Linked DNA regions of Mus musculus: region 1 is linked to region 2. A link is a contact called in public HiChIP or PLAC-seq data. All regions are on one chromosome and are shown on one strand. The core of a region is the stretch at or near the end of the contact, and the rest is flanking DNA. Distances in the headings are between cores, read along the strand shown.

What was found. HiChIP or PLAC-seq counts read pairs in DNA pulled down with a chosen protein or histone mark.
Region 1: an H3K27ac HiChIP or PLAC-seq map of hepatocytes shows a contact between it and region 2, with 3 times the contacts expected there. The contact joins two enhancer-like sites. A contact is called at or near these places in 2 of 484 Hi-C or Micro-C datasets (both in liver) and 1 of 115 datasets of contacts at active chromatin or transcription factors (hepatocytes).

Annotation. Positions count from the first base shown.
Region 1 is chr3:21,983,690-21,990,511 of GRCm38.p6, forward strand. No RefSeq gene overlaps it. Among named protein-coding and RNA genes, the nearest start is that of Gm31813, 23 kb to the left of the region's middle. Within about 2 kb of position 3,347, at least 164 of the 459 cell types and tissues checked have an H3K27ac peak or open chromatin away from gene starts, as enhancers often do. A contact at or near this core is called in hepatocytes and liver, where this site is marked.
Region 2 is chr3:21,645,878-21,652,693 of GRCm38.p6, forward strand. It overlaps the pseudogene Gm17935. Among named protein-coding and RNA genes, the nearest start is that of Gm31693, 54 kb to the right of the region's middle. Within about 2 kb of position 4,269, at least 4 of the 459 cell types and tissues checked have an H3K27ac peak or open chromatin away from gene starts, as enhancers often do. A contact at or near this core is called in hepatocytes and liver, where this site is marked.

The DNA of each region.
Region 1 (6,822 bases), core at 2,097-4,596, 340 kb after region 2:
TTTTTTTCAATGTACTTCATTTGATTTTTCTTTAAATTCAGTGGTTTTGTTATCTTGGTAATTTTTCCTCCTTTTGGGATAGTGTCTCATGAAGCCTTATGTAGCTAAAGATGACTGAACTTCTGATCTTCCTGTGTGAACCTTCAGAGTGCTAGGATTACAGGCATGCACACCATGTGTGGTATACGTAGTGCTGAAGATCAAACACAGACCTTTGTATGTGCCAGGCAAGTATTCTATCAACTGTGGCAGAACATTTGTATCATAATACCATTTTTATATAGTCCATCTATTTAAATATCTAGCTGGAAAGATTCAAGTCAGCAGTAACTATGCAATTTCTGGTGATTCCATTCTAAGTAAATAATAAATGAAGCTTATTTTCTCATTACTACTTGACTAAAGAATTTGGGTGACTTTCAAAAACATCCAAGCAAGGCTGGCAAGGTGATTTGTTGTACAACAGCGCTTCCAATACCCAGAGCCCACGTGGCAGAAAGAGGCAGCAGAGGTCCCTTGACCTCTGCTCAGGTGCTCCAGCCAACAAGAGCCTCCCCACCCCCTGCTGTTCCAAACACACACTGAATAAAGAAATGTTAAGCAAAATAAAACAACTTTGCAGTTCTTAATGGAAGGAACAGCTTTCCTTTTTTCCCCATTATTAACCTTTTTAGTTACCCTACAAAATAGTAAGTTTCATTAAGCAGTTTCTTTCTTAAAACACAGCAGGAGTCATCTGAAAGATCCTAGCAGGAGTGGAGATGTAACACATGCTCTTTAACTTGTTTGGTTAAAATAAATTTCAGCTTCTAAAAATACTGTGTTCTTCCCCAGCTAGCTTCTTGCCATTTAAAATTTGACACAGTGCTTACCAAAGATGACTCAAAATTCAGTTATTCTTATTTCCTGCATTCTTGATTTCCATACAGAGCTGCAGAATCTTTCCAAGGAAAAAAAAGTGGACCTTCCACCCACTCCTACTTTCCCCTGGTAAAACTGCCCTGGCTGCAGTTTACCTTCAAGGTAAACCAGGGAAATGACCCAGACACTGCCTTTCAGGGAGCAGGATTCCAACATGTGAGTAGTGGTAGCAGGTACTCCTGATTTTAAATAATGCCTCTCAAGAGGCCCAATGGCTAAGAGCTCCTGCTTTGCAAGAATGAAAACCTGAGATCAAATCTCCAACATGCAAGTAAAAAGCCAGGCATGGCTGGCTGCTCTCTTGTATACCCTCAGCTTTGCACGGTAGAGACAGGCAGATTCTGAAAGTTCATTGGCCAGGCAACTCCAACTAAATGCTAATCTTCTGGTTCAGTGGGAGACAGTGTCTCAAGGAACTGAAACCATCAGAGAAAGACATACTATACTCTTCTCTGGCCTCTGCATAAGGACACACACACACACACACACACACACGACAGAGAGTGAATAATGATTCTGGTATTGTGGCTATGTAACACCATTGCTTTTTTGCTGATTCTAGGGGAATAAGACTACTGGATGTGAAATGTGTTAAGATTTAAACAGGCAACATATGTAAATAAATTGACACAGATTAAGTCTTAAGGAATCCATAGTTAATAGTGTTTTCAAAACAATTAACGATGCTACTCAACCACAATGAGATCATATCCTGATAAGCCCCTCAGTAGATGAAAATATCACTTAACACCCATCACCTACTGGACAAACCAGCTAAGCAACCATGCTGGAGAGTATTGGTTGCTCACATTTGTGATCCCAGGCTGACCACAAACTGAGAGTACGGTGCCACTGCCCACTGTAAGTCATACCCCAAGAGGAAGATCAAAGCTCAACAACCCAAAAGAAATAAAAAAAAAATCACTAAAGCCAACCACTTTAGCTGTCAACATAAAATAGTTTCATTAGTTGGAAAGTAAAAAACAAAACAAAACAGAACAAAAACCTGGAGAATGAACCAAATTGGAGAACATTCTAGAAATCTCTCCAGAGTCTGCTTTTCCGATGTGTATGGAATCTGTGTTGGTTTTCGTTGTTGTTATTTGCCTTGGTTTTTAGTTTAGTGAGTATTACCTAGGCCTAGATGACCCTTCTAATTACATAGTTGAGGAGAACCAAGAACACTGATTCTTCTTCCTCTACCTCCAAAATTAGAGGATCACAAGAATGTGTTACAGTTCCTTACTTACATGGTGCCGAGACAGATGCCAGCGCTTCGTGAATGCAAAGCAAGCACTCTACAACTGAGTTATATGCCCCGTCCCAGCACTTAAGTTACTGAGGCAGCATATAAGGCCTCTCCAAAGATTCCAAGAGTGGTGTAGAAACCTCTGAGGGTTTTTGTCCTATCCACAGCTAGACAACTAGACACTCTGCTCATCACCCAGGGTATCAGCTTGGAAGCCTGGGTCTGGATTAACTTTTATGAGCCCTACTGTTGATCCTACTGGGAGAGAATAGGACCATTATCCCAATTTTTGAGCCAAAATTAAAGTAAGTTTTATTAAATGCTGGCCAAGACTATGGACTCTACCCAGATCCATACTCAGGATTCCCAGAAAACGGCCTCACACTGTGCTAATCTGGTGATTATAAAGGCACAACCTACAAGGCTGTGTATTTGCTGCCTTGGGGGTAAGCATACATCCTGCCTATGTACTTCCTGGTCCATGTGATTAAGGACATCCTGAGAAGTTGAAGCAACCAACCTTGTTTACAGAAGTGAAAACATTTTCATGGCTTGTTATCTTGCATGAATAGTAGCCCCCAGAATCCAGGAAGTTATCTGTCCGTGGGCAGAGAAAGTTATCTGCATTATAGGTTAGAGACATTTTTGTTTTATAGATCCCTTCAGCACAGGAATTAAAACTTAAAATATAACTTTAGCCCTCACAGTTGGAGTATATCATTTACCAAGCTGTAAAGGGCAATTAGGTTGTCTGATTTCACAAGACCAGGTTCACCGGATGGTGTCCAGCTTCCCCTGGTGAATGAGTGACCAGAACGAAAGCACTCTTCACCTCTGCTGAACTTGGATCCTTGAAGGTGGGGCTGACTAGAGTTACCAGGCTGTACAATGCTGTCTGGCCACATCTTGGAGCTGGGCACATTTCTCGTCCTCCCCTCAGGGAGGGGTTTATAGTACAGGCAGTTTTTTCAAAGAGGAACATTTCCTTAAACAGGACACCTTAGGCTTATCTGTTGTAGGAGAACAATTAACACAAGCTTTGTGAAGATCTGCAATTGAGAAAACACTGAGTTCCAAGCCAAGTCCAGTCACTTACACTGGCAGAGTCCATTCTCAGAGTCATCAGAGGTACGGGGTGTTCTCTAGGACTTGGTCCTGGTCCTGAGTTAGCACAGAGGCAAATAGTCCTTGCCTAAGAGTTGATGTTCCAGGAAAAAGTAGATGTGTGGTTGCCAGGATGACTATCTCCAACTCAGCTGGGTTTATTTTCGTCTGCCATTTTAAGAAGATGTTGGCTCAGGGGACAGACACATTCTGTACCAAGCCAACAGGTACCCTGCCAAAAATTCTGTGTCAAAAGCTGATGATGAGGGCTGAGGGATGTATGTCAGTTGGCAGAGTACTTGTCGAATGAGCACAAAGACCTAGGATCAATCCCCAGCACTGTGTAAAGGGATTGTGGTGGCACATATCTGCAAGGTCATCCTAAACTATATAGAAATATCAAAGGAAACCAGACAACTTGAGACCCTGATTTAAAACAAGGGAAAGGACTGAATAAAATAAATAGCCTCTGATATTTGGGCATTTAAATTTGTTGTTGTTGTATTTTTCCTGATTTCAGAACTCTTGCTGGAACAATCTCTACATTATGGTTGACTGTAGAAAGAGCTTCCAAGTTAGCGAGCTGAACCTCCTACAGATGAGGGTTAGAGGAGTAAGTATCTCCTCAGGAACTAATGCACGTGATTATGGGGCCTTACTAAATCTAAACTTCTCGGGTCAGCATCAGTCTTTAGTAAGACCTTCAGCTGACTAGACGGAACCCACCATGTCATAAAAAGTATTCTTGCTGCACAAAGAATCCATTGGTTTTCATGTTAATCTCACCCAAAGATGTTACAGAAACATCTAAAATAATGCTTGACTGAATATGCAGCCCCATAGCCCAGCCAAGTTGAGATGCAGAATGACTCACGCTGGTTTCTAAACACCTGCCAGTCTCCTACAGCCTCTGACACCATTAACCACAAAGGGGAGGGGGGGGGGAGGTTTTCTCTTTCCCTTACCCATCTCACTGTTAGTCTAGACTCACTACCAAAACCAGACATGAATATTGGGCTCTTACTGTGAAAGCAGAAGGTGCAGAGAAAGTTCCCTTCACACAGTTGATCAATAGCATTAGAAGTAACAAGAAATGAGAAAATTCACATGGTCCAAGTCGTCAGGCTCCTAACACACACAGCATGCTCTGCTCGGGGCCTTCCCTAGCCTACACACTTGCCTGGAAGGCAACAACTCCTTTTCAGTTCCTTGAGCTGTGGCTTTTCTTCCCCAAATCTTCTCTCATGTTCCTTTCCTCCAGGGAGGGTGGTTGTGACATCTGCACACAGAGACGCCGTGGGAGGCAACAGCTTCGTCCGTTGGAGTTTAAAGTCTAACGCAAACCCTGAGCCGTTATCTCACTATCCACTGTTACATAAGGAAACAGTCTTGACTGACACCCCTTTCTGTGGTCATGAGTTGTTTCCTCATTGCTCTTCCCTCAGCAGTCTCACCTTTAACCCAGGAAGTGAGGAGAACATGTTTCTGCCATGTGTATGTACCTTAGGCCTGAATAAAGCAGGGCTTTCATTATTTTAGATTGAACTAAAGAAGATTTAGCTACCTTGAAAAGCAACACTCACAAGGGGTTTCCACTAATAGCGATCCTCATCTCACTGTGAATGGGTATATAGTCATGCATGGTGTCTTGAGGACTCCTTTGATAGAATGATATAATCGACAGAACATGTAGACCCTGAGGCACTATGTGGAGCACACATCAGCAGGAGTACACACCTAGCTTGTTTCCAGTATTCAGTTTCTTACTCTCCCAGGCTGCACCTTCACTATGATGATAAGCACACTTCCCACCCACATGTGAAGGCCCTGATCCATGGCACCTGTGGAGACAGCCACAGACCATCACTCTTCTTCACAGCCCATAGCCGTGCCAGGAAGTCCGAGTTGAAATCTGTTCTCAAATGTTCTCATCCGTTCCATGGAATCATGTATTTCTGGTAAACATCTCTTCTTCTACTTAGACCAAGCCAGTGAGGGACTCAGCCAACACAGAAAGAAGAGCAGAAGGAGAATACAGACAACCCTCCCATTCTCAACGGTCAGCATTCAAGGCCCAGTGACATCTTGGCTCTTCCTGGATCTCATTTGTCAGTGCTTCCTGGAAGTCTATACAGTAAAACAAAGTGTGCATGTCTGCAGTGTCCGTCCAATAAATGCCATCTCTATATAGGTTGGTTAGTAATAGGTTTCTAACACCTGAGAAAACAGGAGGAGAGAGGGAGGCAAATCCTGGAAATTATATTATGAGGCATTCTTTGGTGCTTAGATTATGTGCAGAGAGTTAAATGAGATCATTAACATAAAATTTGTCATTTGTAAAGTGAAATTCATAGCTATGATTCTGTAGACATCTTTAACTAGGAGTAAAAATGATTCCTTAAAGACTAACAGATTTGTCATGCTTTATCATTTTCTTATTTTTATAAAAAATATTCCAAGACTGAGTCTCATATATTCCAAGTCTGGCCTCAAACTTACTGTGAGGCTCAAACTTACTGTGAGGCTGAGGATGGCATGGCCTTCTTACCTCTACCTTACAAGAGTTGGAATTACAGGCATACAACACCACTTCCTACAATGCTGGCACTGAAGCCAGGGTTGCACGCTATGCAGACAAACACTCAACCAACTAAGCTACATATCCATTCTCTTCACAATACATTATCTCTATCGCTGGTTCCCAAGGGTCTCAGATAATATAAATTAATCCTTAGATTCATGGGATCTTGAGTACAAAGCAACGTGTGCATGTGTGTTGTATACGTGTAAGAAAATGTCATGATCAAGCTTGTTAGTGCATGTTAATAAAGAAAATCAACACGTGCTACAGAAACAGACTAACAGCATTTAATGAACTGTTTATATGTCTCATGTATATTTAATGCCTGTCCTCACAGGTGTTTAGAATCAGCAAGACAAACTTCTAAAGGCAATTGTATCTACCTCATTAACTCAAATTAATTGTAGTATTATATTTCTTTGCTTTGAGGCTTGAATGAAATCAGCTCAGTCTAGCAACTGACTAAGTCACATTCCTTAGAGATTCTGATTGGCTGCTATTGATGCTGCAGGCATTTCTCAGAGGAAACTTACTTGTTGGATGGGTGTGCATGCAGGAAAAGCTAGATGGCCAAACTTAAGGAATCTTTAGCAGGAAATGTCTCCTATAGCTTGGTATGTTTATGTAATTTTGCTTGGTTTCACTGTCCAGCAATTATCATTTTATTTACTAGGGGAAAAGTCAGAGTATGGGGTTCGGGTGGTGAGGGAATAGTAACTTCAGGTCATTGGTCTAACATAGTACAGAAGGGTCCTTTTGTATACTCCCCTCAATACTAACTCTGAGGCATAAGTGCTAAAAAGAAAAAAAAAAGTTGCATGTAAAACTAGCCCATTGAAGAGGGGAGAGGGGTGGTTCAGGGTGTAAAGTTACTTATCACGAAAACCTGACAAGCTGAGCTTGAGTTCATTTGGTGCCCATGTAGAGGGGAGGAAATAAATGATTCCACAAAGTTGCCTTATGACTT
Region 2 (6,816 bases), core at 3,019-5,518:
AGCGGAGATGTGGGGGGAAAAAGTTAATCTAGGGTTTGGGACACCCGTGTAAAGCAATGTGAGGGCTAATTGGGACTAAGCGCACAGCTAAAGTCTGACTCCCTTTTCAACCATTTGCCTTGGAAGAGACTTCACAAAACTTAGCATGAGGGACCTGGGCTATTTGTTATCCTCAGAGTTCTTGAACAATTATATCTCCTTGGGAGTGGTGAACAGGAAATAGGATGTATAAGAGTCTGAGATTTGCAAAAACTTCACCTAGGCTTGGCAGAACTCCCGAGCGGTAGAATCTCCCCAGATTCTGCTTTGCTTTACCACTAAATGGAAGCCTCCAACAGACTATGTTCTGTATTTTAAATACAGGCTGGAGTTTGCCAAGAGTTTAATTTATATTTTGGACAAAATGGTATCATCAAAATTGATGGGTTTTTTTTTTTGTTTTTTGTTTTTTTTTTTTTTTTTTTTTAGTAAATACTAATTAAAGATGTACATGAGAGAAGATTGGAATTTCTATGATACCAAAGGAAATTGCCTTCTGAGGACAAACATAAATGTTATAAGGGATCTTTCCCATTACATTGTTAGGATCCTTATGCTGAGGCTGTTTGACTTAGCTCAGTATTTCTGCATCAGAACCCCAAAGTGGATGGAGGCAGTGTTTATTACAACTACAAAATGAGGTGTACCAGCTAAACAACACTGGGGCCTGAGTCATATGATTTCTCCACCAAATATGACAGAGGAAAAGTTTCCCTCTTTTCCCATTTAACAAAATTTCAAAGAGAGCTAATATAGTTGCATTAACAGATATCCACTCACCCAAGTGATCTTTAACACTGGTTAATGTAAAGCACCCAACCTACTCTGTTTCTGAAGAAACGCCATTTTTGGTAGACCAGAGGCTATATTCCAATTCCAGAAAGAAAACTGCAAAGTTCACTTGAGCAAACATCCTATGACAACCCCCTTAGCAACAGCAAGTCAGGCTACAATAGTAGTATCAAGGTATGTAGAAATACCCTAAGACATCCTAGAGAGAATAGATAACCTGACCATGCAGTTTGTCAGGTGGTTTGGCCCTCATATTTGGCCTGCAGATTATTCCAGTAATACAGTTTTTAAAATACTAACTTGCTGGACTATACGGAAATTCTCTAAGCTTGCGGTAACCACAATAAATACAGTGCACCCCTAGACTCAGGGCTCTTACTTTGACCCACTGCAATGGGGATGGTGAGACATTTATGTATTTACATTGGAATTGGCTCCTTGGTGGTCTTTGTGTTCTAGAGAGTTGGGCATAACAGTTAACATCTCAACACAAAAGCTGTGTTGAAGCCTTAAGTGATTTTGTTTATCTGTTTAATTGGTTGTTTTGGGGTTTGGTTTGGTTTTTCCTGTACTTCTACAACACTGAATCAGCAGTACAGCTCTGGAAAAAGTCACCCTTTCATCTATTTTCTTATGCAAAGCCAGTGACTCCAAATAAAACTCGGAATTCCTACCAGTTAACTCCTATTCATTTAAGGCCTCAGACAGTTGTCATTTATGTCAGTGGACTCAGGCTGCTATTACAAAATAATCGAAATACACCCTTCATAAACAACATATATTCACTTCTCACAGTGCTAGAGACTGGCAAGTTCAAGTTCCAAGTGATTACAGATTTGGTGTCTATTGATAACCTGTTCATCATTAATGACAATCAATTTCTTTACTTAGTAGAAAGTGTGAACAAACTCCCTCAGGCCTCTCTTCCAAGGGCTGAAGTCCATGTTTCATTGTGACCTCATTAAGTTTCAGATGTCAAATTTCCCAACACTACTGTATGGGGAATGAAGTCCAATGTATATCAGAAATTGGGGACATAAAGATAGACCATACCCAGTATTACTGACCCATACTTTTAAATCAAAATTCTGAATTAACCCTGATTTTCAGATCAACAAATAGCCCAAGTAATAAGCAACCAATCCACATAGCCCTTTGGATAAAACAGAGCATCAAGTTGTAGGGGGAATGTCTGATGCTTTGATCGGCAATGAATGATGAAGGTCCTGTTCCCCAATTGGTTCTTGATCAATTAATAAAGATTTTAGAGGCAAATGGCTGGGAGGAAGAGGCAGGACTTCCAATTTCCTTGAAAGCAGGCTAGCAGAAAAAGAAGGAGGAAAAGGACCATGCTTTGGAGAAGCCACCAGCCATGTGAGATCTCAAGTGGAGTGGCCATCGGCTGCTTCCCTGACTGGGACTGGGGTAGCAGGTAGGAGATTAGAAACACAAATAAGCTGAGGGCAGAATTAGAGATGTTGAGCTGGGAGTGAAGATACGGGCACATTAGCTGCAGGAGGCTTAAAAACGTTCGTACTTTGAGCCAAAAAGTATATAAAAATAAGCGTGTGTGTGTGTGTGTGTGTGTGTTTCATCAGTGGATTCCAGGTTACCTAGGTGTGTGTCTTTCATCTGTGGATGAGAGGGAACATTACCACAAGTCATAACCATCATGACAACACTTCAACAAGAGTCCTTCCTACCAACTCTCTGCCGAGGTCAAGAACAAGATTGCATAACAAGTGTGATCATCAGGGTGATATCTGCTCACCTGGATAGAAGAGATGACAATCCTGGGCATTTGCACAAGCTTCCAGCCTTGCCTGAAACAACAACAACAAAAGGCCAGGCTCTGTAAAGTCAACAAATCCTTACTAAACTGGCCTTAGTTGGAGAGTATCTGCAACTTTATTAAAACTATGCAGGCTTATGGTATGAAGTCCCATGACATATTTGAAGAAAATGGAGTTTTTGATCCAGGTTCAGACTACACTAGTGGCTCTAGAAGGTCTGGTGTAAACAAAAGGATTCCATACACCCATTGGCACTGGCATCACAATTGCAGAAAAACAAAACAAGACATTTTTGATGAAGGGAAATTAAAGACTGTCTAAAATGTGATTATTTACAAATGACAAGCAACAAGTGTTCTGGATGCTAGCACCAGGTACTAGAAGAGACATCTACAACAAGAAGCTAACATTATAGCCAGTGGATAACTCAACCATTTCTCTACAGACAGATACCAACAAAGTTGCTTCCCCAAAAGGAATAAGCATGTATGGGCTTGGGTGACAACTGTATGACCCCAACTTCTGTGCCTTCCCCACAAAACCTGTCATTCACCATGAAATCCAGGGCACAGGAACAAATGGGTTGGAGATAAATGGTAGTGATTATCAGGCAAAGTATCCCTATGAATATCATGGTGAGTACCTGGATAACTATCCTCAAACAATGACCAGGGCATTGATTATTAGAGTAACACACAGAAGGGCAGTATTTAAGTCCATTGTTTTTATCCAGTGAGACCCAACCTAGCCTTGGGCAATTCTTTTCTTGTGTACCTAAAACACTACTATGCTTATTATACCTTTAAAAAATGCCTTACATATATTCCTTTTCATCCTCCTCCATAAATAGTTGCATTTTAGTCTGGAGCAGTTAAATCCCATAGCATAATCAATATCTTGTCTATGAGGTAAGGGGATGCTATGAAAGGGCAGACAGTTCTTTGAAGATCTATGTGTTATTTTACAATCGTATACTTAAGCTAATATTTCAAACAATAAGAAACTATGTTTATGTTTTACAGTTTTGTCTGTATCTGTCATGTACACAGAAGACTAAAATCTTGGTTTGCTAAATGTGGTCTTTGCTAGCCAAATCTAAGATGCAGAGTTTAGAACCTGACACACTGATGTTTTTCTGTAGTATTGTCTGCTACATTTTAAATGAAGTCACAATCAGTGTGTGTCTGTGATTATATGTGTACTCATTCTCTTCCGTAAGCTGACAAGACCATTTCCAAGTTGCACTTCTAAAGGTGTGTATGCAAAAATGGTCTCAGACATGTAGGTTTGGGTGGTGTGCCTGCAGACTTCATTTGTAACAATGTATCACTGTTGAGTTGCTCTGTTTCCTTCAAGTGTATTTATTGCTGCATTTCTCAGCATAAACTTATATCATTGTATTTTTTATAAATAAATATTTTTGAAAAAATAGAAAAGATAGGTTTCTGCTTATGTAGTCCAATGTTTCATTTAGTTGAGTCTCTTTTAAACAGGGTCTCTGGCACAGATGTCTGATAGTCTTGTATTTATCCATTTCAAACATTTGAAATGGCACCTGCAGACTAAAATAACCTTATCCTGCTCTGCACACAGACTCTGAGACTGTTTATCAGACCTGTGTCGAAACTGGGAAATGATAAAGACAGCGGCGGTCCAGGAAATGCAGCCTGTGAAAGTTCAGGTAAATCGAGATGAGTACAAATTATAGAAGAGAAAAGTTGCTGACTACCAAGGAAACAACTACGTAAAATCTGTCACTTCCTGGCTTCCATTGAGAAATCTGAGTACATCTAACACCGGGAGAAGTGTGTAGTGATCCAGCTATTTAGGGCTATTCTGAGCAAGAGCAGCTGTGCTCTCGCTTCTGAAACACATGGCTCAACATTCATAAAGGACAGGACCGGGATAACTTTTGAGATTCCTTAAAAGTTCTATTATGCAAAACTAATTGCTGATAACAAGTGTGACAAATATTTGCCATTGAGGAATAGCTTTCCAACTAGCATATGAACTGGAATAGGTGGGTAAAGTTTCCTCACAACAGCCTGGTTCTCCTCACTTTCCTCAGCAGAGCAACTCCCTGGAATTATTAATCCTGATGGTCATGTTTGGAGGAATAGATCAGGGTGGGGGCTGATCACAATCAATGTACAACATGGGTTCCTTCTTATAGCATGAATGAGATACCTGGGGAAATGCGAATTTCTTTGGAGTTCATTTTTCAAGTATGATATTCAGCTGTAAAGACAGTGTCTCTTTAGACAGTCTTTCTTTCTGCCAGACTAGGAGCTTTGGAAATAGACAAACTTGACCTTTGGCCTCATGGAGTTTACAGAATTGTATTCTGAAAATAACCAAGGCACATGAAGTAACTATAACGCTGACACTAAAATCTGTAAAAAACATGTCAAGAAAATTCTCTCAATGGGAACAGTTCTGACCACCTAACCCCAAGCCTCTCTGAAGAATTCTGCTGTGTCCCCAGAAGTGGTTCAATTTGTTGCTTTCAGAAAGCACTTGCTCTTTCATTCCCAAGATACTGGTTTTCAAGGATTCAACACAAGCTTGTTTCATGTCCTCCTTCCTCCTCATTTCTCCCTGATACAAGATTTGCCTTCCCTGGAGTGCCCATCATCTGGACCAGACCTTCTACCTTCCTGGACCTAATTATTTCCCTATTCTCTAGAGTTCTATATTAGTCAGTGTTCTCTAACTTATTCTGTTCATCACTAAACGCCCATACATTATACATTATATACATATACAATAATATATATATATATATATATATATATATATATATGTATATATATATATATATATATATGTGTGTGCATGTGGGTGTACATGTTTATATGTATCTGATATATGGGTATTTAACATATGTTAATATATTATATCATATATTTAATATATAAAGGTATTGCCGTGTCCTGGACACTTTCTGCCAAACACTAACTGCTCTTGTTGGTTAGGGGTAAGATGGTGCAAAGTCAACGACACAGATTCCAGGAGCAGGTGAGAAACGCCACAGCAAGTTCATCTGAACACTGCTGCAAGCCCCTTTAATACCCTTCACCCTCACCCCCATTGGTTCCAAGAAAGCATCTCTTCTAAACAGCAATTCCTGATTGGCTGGCATTGTTTGCACCAGGAATGCTTCGTCTCTTAGACAGTCCTCAATTAGGTCCTCCAGGAGGAGATGCTTTTGCAGCTGCACAGCCTCCAGTGCTTACATAGAGGTGACCCTACCGTTCCTGCTACATAGAGGGATATATTATATGGAGATAAAATACATAAATGAGGATTTACTACAATGACTAACAGGTTCAGCTACTCCAACAATGTGTGGATAAGATTGGTGAGATCAATGGAGTGCTCAAGAATCCCATAGATGTTCATTCAGTCCACAAGGCTGATGTTTTAGCTGATCTTCAGTTGTTGCATGTAGTTTTATAAAACCATGCTCCAAGCTATGCTCAAAGATCAGCTTCCACTAAAGGCTGTCTCACTTAGCCTCCACAGCTAGCTTTACCAAGCCACTCCAGGCTCACTTAGCTCTGCCAAGCTGCCAGCTCATGTTTGTCCCAAGAATGCTGCCTGTTCCTTCATGCCCATTCCTCCAGCTGCCCTCTTTCTCCTCCTGCCCACCTTAGCTGCAGAGGTTAACATCAGACAGCCTTAATATTTTAAAACTAGACAGTCAGAGCTAAGAATCTATTTCTCTAAACTCATCAGCTATCTTATATCAGAATTCCACTAGCGGTGGAGGCCACCACCAGTTCTAATTACCTCCCAGGCCTTACATGGTTCATGCTTCTCTCTCCAAAGCCTGGTCAAAAAGCCCCCCCCACCCCCACCCCCTCTTGCCCTCTCCTCTTCCTTCTGAGACCCGGAAATCCCACATTTTTCTCTTTGCCCAAAGATTGGCTTTGCCTTCTTTATTAACACAATCAAGAACCAACTAGGAAAATGGCACCTTCACCCACATTCAGTATATGCCAGAATCTCAAAGAGGTAACTCTAATGCTAGTGAAGGAATAGATTTCACAGTGACAGCAAGAGCAAACAGGCAGAGAGCTAGCAGGAGATGCAGCTCAGATTAAAGGTGAATCTTCCTATCTCAAAAGATCTGAGTTAAAGGTGAATCTTTCTACCTAAAGAGATTCAAATTCAAATGGGTCTTCCCCTT